Linked DNA regions of Mus musculus: region 1 is linked to region 2. A link is a contact called in public HiChIP or PLAC-seq data. All regions are on one chromosome and are shown on one strand. Each heading gives the region's core, a stretch centred on a gene start, on an enhancer-like site or on the middle of the called end of the contact. The rest is flanking DNA. Distances are from core to core; before and after follow the strand shown.

What was found. HiChIP or PLAC-seq counts read pairs in DNA pulled down with a chosen protein or histone mark.
Region 1: a contact with region 2 is called in an H3K27ac HiChIP or PLAC-seq map of heart atrium, with 7 times the contacts expected there. The contact joins two enhancer-like sites. A contact is called at or near these places in 1 of 484 Hi-C or Micro-C datasets (uterus) and 3 of 115 datasets of contacts at active chromatin or transcription factors (bone marrow-derived macrophages, craniofacial prominence and heart atrium).

The regions. Positions count from the first base shown.
Region 1 is chr9:32,970,762-32,973,461 of GRCm38.p6, forward strand. No RefSeq gene overlaps it. Among named protein-coding and RNA genes, the nearest start is that of Gm27162, 43 kb to the left of the region's middle. Within about 2 kb of position 1,305, at least 26 of the 459 cell types and tissues checked have an H3K27ac peak or open chromatin away from gene starts, as enhancers often do. A contact at or near this core is called in heart atrium, where this site is marked.
Region 2 is chr9:32,671,285-32,673,984 of GRCm38.p6, forward strand. The region is part of intron 3 of Ets1 (E26 avian leukemia oncogene 1, 5' domain); the gene reads left to right. Among named protein-coding and RNA genes, the nearest start is that of Ets1, 36 kb to the left of the region's middle. Within about 2 kb of position 1,432, at least 187 of the 459 cell types and tissues checked have an H3K27ac peak or open chromatin away from gene starts, as enhancers often do. A contact at or near this core is called in heart atrium, where this site is marked.

The DNA of each region.
Region 1 (2,700 bases), core at 55-2,554, 300 kb after region 2:
AATCTCATGCCTTGATAGACGCCACTTATTTTCCCCCATCTTTGGCAAAGACAGTTTTATAACGTGAGAAGGATTTGCACTATAAAGTTCTTCCAGCCACGCCCTAAACTCTCTATGCTTGAGATAAGCTCGGCTCATCTCAGTTTTGATTTTAGTTTAGAAGAATCTCTTTTCCCCATTTATTGAAGAAAAATATTGGAGAACGTCTACATGTTAAAACTAAACCATCCTCTTTCTGCCTGCCATGCTGGCTCATTTCCAAAGAGCCATATGAGGAACCCAAACGTAGCCATAGTGCCTGGCCATTATGCTTCCTTATAAAATCTAAGCATACCCCGGCCCCGTTTTAATGGGAACACAGCAGCTCATGTGAATATCATTAGAAAAACAATAAACCCTCCCTGCATCCCTTTCACTCTCGTACTATTAAGTAAGACCAGGCCTTGATTATGAAGCACTGGCAATTCTGTCTGAGAGCAAAGCAAGTAAATGCCATTCAAATGAAATGGAGATGACAGTTCCTAAAGGCCTTCCAGTACGCAATGACAGCAGTGGTCAAAAGCAGGAGAATACTGGGAGGAACTGGGAGAGAAGGACTTTGCTTGAGAAAAACAGCAATGTGGAGTTTGACCCAAAGTCTTAGTAACTAAAAAATATTTGACTCCCAAATACTCCCGCTCTCTTCCCCTCCGCAATTAGAAATTTGTATTTCAAGAGTCCTTACTCATTCCTTCCTGCCTGCCTTTCCCCGCTGTTGTAACACCAGCTGCTTAGAGGAGAAGCCAAGAGACTCAACTCCCCAAGGAACAACTTGAAGCTACTTTCTAGTTCTCCACAGGCCTTGGATTGATCTCCAGGGAGATCTGGGATGTTTTAATGTGAGAGTGGAGAGATTTAGATCTTGCCACTGTATGTCATGTGTGACTGAGAACACAGACCCAGCATCCTGGGGAAGTACATGCGTGTGAAAGGAAATTTGATCCTCTGTGGCTGAGAGGAAGGGAGGAAGACCAAAATGGTTCAGTCAGTATAAGCCGTGAACTTCTTTCATCCTGAGAAGGCCGGAGATATCAGGGATAAATTCTTGTTAAGATCCTCCAGTAGCGCAGGAACAGAGGACGAAAACATGTTTCCACCCAGTTGCTGCCGTAGGGTGAGCACGAAGATCACAGACTTTGCAGCCAGAGAGACAAGACCCGTGTGACTCTCAAAGTTATGAATGGCCCTGAGCAGTGGTTACCATGGTAAAGACTAGAGATTGAAACTAGGGTGGATGGTGCCTAAGGCCACAGAGTTCAGAGTGTCCAAAGCAGCTGTCTGGGACTTATTTGGAGGATGATAAAACACTTATCTGCGCTACGCGCACTGAGTGAGTTTTGTGTTCCATTCCCGGAAGTTACTTTGTATTAGGAATCAAAGTCCAGTTGGGCCTTTGGCTTTATTAGCTGTCTTTGTAACTCTCTAGCAGAGTAGTTCCCACAGATTCGAGACCAGCAGGCTTTGGCCCATTGTGACTTTTCCCATGCTTCGGGGCCCAAGAGACATTAAACCTGCACTTGATGGAGTTGTTTATCCTGCGTTTTTCCCTGGACACATACTGAATAAAGAAATTCTAAGACGAGTGTTCATGGTCTATTTGTTCTATTCCCCTACCACACCCACCACCGTATTTTATTTAAATTATGTAAGTCAGCTCCAAAACATGATTTTTTGCTTTTTATACGCTACGTTTCTATTGACTTTAAAACCAATCTGATCATTCAAAGAGCTGCCAAGCCCAGCCCAGAGGAATAAAGAAACAAAAGCCGATTTTTCAGTGGGGGAGGGTGGGTATCCATGCTGCTGCCTTAGAGAGCATTTCTCCAGGTGTGACGCTATTAAAGTCATATTTCACCCTAACAGAGAAGTACTGGAAGACAGCTGGGGGAAGGTGGCCCCTTCTGACTATCGAACTGCATTCGAGCTAATAAAAGACCACTTAGCTATGAAGGCTCATTACAATTAAATTGTCTCCAAACAGTTGCTTATTCAGTAAACTTCAAGAGCAGAACAGCTGGAGCACACATAGATGGGGGACCTGGGGTCTCTCCCGCTCCAGGAGCCAGCAGTGGGTTGTAAATCCATTTGCAGGGAGGTGCTGCCAACTCTTCTGCAAGTTTGTCTCCAGCAAAGGACTCTAGTCATGGCCCAGGACACCCCCAAGCCATCCTAATCTATTTTGGTTTTTAAGGTAAAATTAGCTTTGGTCAACTGGTTTTGGAGATGTTTATCATCTTTTGAATTTATTACAATCACTTATAAAATTAAGATGACCTGCTGGTTTTTATTTTTAGTGTGACATTTAATAATTTTGGAATATTTTTGTACATCCATTCAATAATGAGCATGATCACAATGATAGAACATGTAATACCAGAAATTTTCTTTTCCTAGTCACCACAACCTGTGTCCCAGAGACCCACTGATCTGACTTCCCACCCATACCCCGTGTTTTACTAACACATCTATTATAAGCTTCACATTACATTCCTCTTCTTCAGCAGCTAACTAAAATGTTTACCTGAGTAGCTCAGCTGAACAATGTTCATTTCTTTGCGTGTATCTACAGTTCCATACAGTGGTGTTTTTCATTGGCTTTAAAGATTTTTTTTACTGTGTCTTGTAGCTGGGGTCTCCTGGCTGATATATTATTTCAACTTT
Region 2 (2,700 bases), core at 182-2,681:
GTAGAGAGAGCAAGAACACAGCATCATGTCCTGGAGTTTTTAATACATTTCTTGGGTTTCTAATCTTCAACAGACAGGTCCTTAACCTTATTTTTGAGTTCTTATGCTGGTTTCATAATTTAAGACATGAAAGGCCTTGGTCAATGGACAATAAATGCCACCCTTCCTATGAACCATAGTTCAACGATGAAGTTAAAGGAGCCAGAGAAAGAAGGTGTCTGACTCTGACCTAAAAAGCTTTGACTACTTTCTCATTGCCCAAGGCACATCCTACCCTCAGGCTCTCTCTTTCCTCCTTTTTTTCCACCCCCGCCCCCCCCCCCGTGCCCTCTCCTTCTCCTCTTTTTCTATCATATATAACACATATATTACATCTGCCAACATTGTCCCCACTATAACTCGTTTCACCAGTAAAAAGAGAGGGGTACCTGAGAAGAAGTACCCAGGGCATTCTGGGATTGGGGCTCACTGGAGCTATGCTAAGGAAAAGTCAGGACTTTGGCTGGCTGTGTGTGAGAGAATGAATCCTTTCCTCGGTGCTGGGAAAGGAAGGAGACCCAGGTGCAGAAAGAGCGTCTCATCTCAGCAGGGCGAGCAGAGTGACAATTAGCATGCAAGCCTTCTGTTGGCCTGACCACCTGATAGATAAATTCCTTGTTTCTCAAAAAAGCCAAGGAAGTAACAGCATTGCACTGGAACTCTCAGGGGGCTCTGGAGGGGCGGGGGAGTTCTCTTAACTTCTTCAAACCGCAAATATTTAGTCCGAGTTGGGAAAAGGTCCCCGGGGCACCAAGTTCTTATTGGATTCTAGCAGTTTGACCCCTCTTCTGGAACAGGGGCGGGGGCGGGGTGGCCACTGCTGGCTGGCGTCGCCTGCTCGTCTCCTCTCAGCTCCCGCGGGCCGGCTGCTAGCGGGCGCTGCGGATCTCTGTGAATGGAAATGGTCGGGTGGGTGGATGATGTGAGAGGGCTGGGGCTGATCTGAGTTGAGAGGGGGTGTGAGAGCCGAGGGGGTGGGGACGGCCGGGCAGGGACAGCCTGTGGTGCTCACGTCTGGCCGGGAGAGACTCTTGGCCTCCAGATGTTCAGTGTGTTTATAGCTGCCAGAGCAAGAGACCAGCTCCCTCGTTAAGAAGTTGCTTTCTTGAGCTGCAGCTTCTGCAGCTGGAGGCTGCGCCCTCCCTTCCCCCAGGCTGGTCCCTCACCCCGACCCCGCCTTCCTCCTCTGCAATCCTCCCAAAATACACGAGCACACAAAAAGAAAAACACCAGCAGATTTTTTATTTCAGAGAGTAAACACTTGGGCCGTGGGGGTCTGGAGGTTATGGGAAAAGAGGAAACCATCCAGCTAATCAGGCAGCACACACTTCCCCCGCTGAAATAAAACAGAAATCTTTGCTCCGCAGGGCTGCCGGGTTAACCCCGGCACTGCCAGCCAAGCAGCGCCCCAGCGGCCCGCCCCGAAGTGGGGTATCCAGGCCCCACCTTGGGCAGCTGCCACTGCTGACTCTGGGAGGGGAGAGGCCTGGCCTGCCTGACCTGCCTGCTGTCCCCTTGGTTTGTGGTGGCACATCTGCTTAAGAAACAGATGAGATTCTGAACTTAGATTTAGATTGCAAGAGGCTAATGGGAGTTCTAGATAGGTGGGGTGTAAGCAAGGGCACCACTCCCTGCCAGGAGAGTCCTTGCTGTTAGGAAAGCCAGCTTGTTTGCCTGCTGTCCCTCCCTCCCTCTCTCCTTGTCTCCCTTCTCCTACCTTCTCTCCATCCCTGCCCCCCCCTCCACCTCAGTTCTCTCCTTCTAGTTCTTTCCCTACTAAGGGCCTTCAGAGTCTATATCCCTTCATTTGCCCCCTAGCTGCCTGTCCAGAGACCATAAATATCCTGTGGGGCAAAAGTCAGGGGTCAAACAGGAGGCCTAATTGCACTATGGGAGAGATCACCTCTCCCTGGGCAGCCTTTGGCCCTCAGAACTCGCCCCTGTGCATAGCCTCTGCCTTTCAGTTCAGACCCTGCCCTATCTCACTGTCTGGAGGGCTGGCTCTCTCTTCTCTGCATCACTGTGGTTTTTTGTTTGTTTGTTTTTTGTTTTTTAATATGGATGGGCTTCCTATTCCTGAGCATCCTATTAAGCCTTACCTATGGCCTTTGAAGACTCTTGCTTCTTAATAAAACAGATTTCCACAAACTCTATTCACCCTTTCAGGTGGCATTTAAACCTCAGCCTCCAAAGCAAGCAAACTGCTTTGCAAGTTGGAATTCCTTTCTTGAAGACCTTGTCAAGAGGTAGTGGGAAAGCAGAAACACCAGTGATTTAAACAGCGATAGAACCAGGTCCTAACTGCCTGTGTCTTTTATTGGGTCTCCTGCTTGTACATCACCAACCCTGAAGACCTTCTACCAAGTCTTAAATCTGCTAATTGTCACAGATTTTCTTCTTCTTCTTCTTCTTCTTCTTCTTCTTCTTCTTCTTCTTCTTCTTCTTCTTCTTCTTCTTCTTCTTCTTCTTCTTCTTCTTCTTCTTCCTCCTCCTCCTCCTCCTCTTCTTCTTTTCTTCTTCTTCTTCTTCTTCTTCTTCTTCTTCTTCTTCTTCTTCTTCTTCTTCTTCTTCTTCTTCTTCTTCTTCTTCGTCAGAAATGATCTTGCCAAAAATAATACATACAAGAATTTTGCTTTCCCCTGCTTCTCAGCATGATCTGGG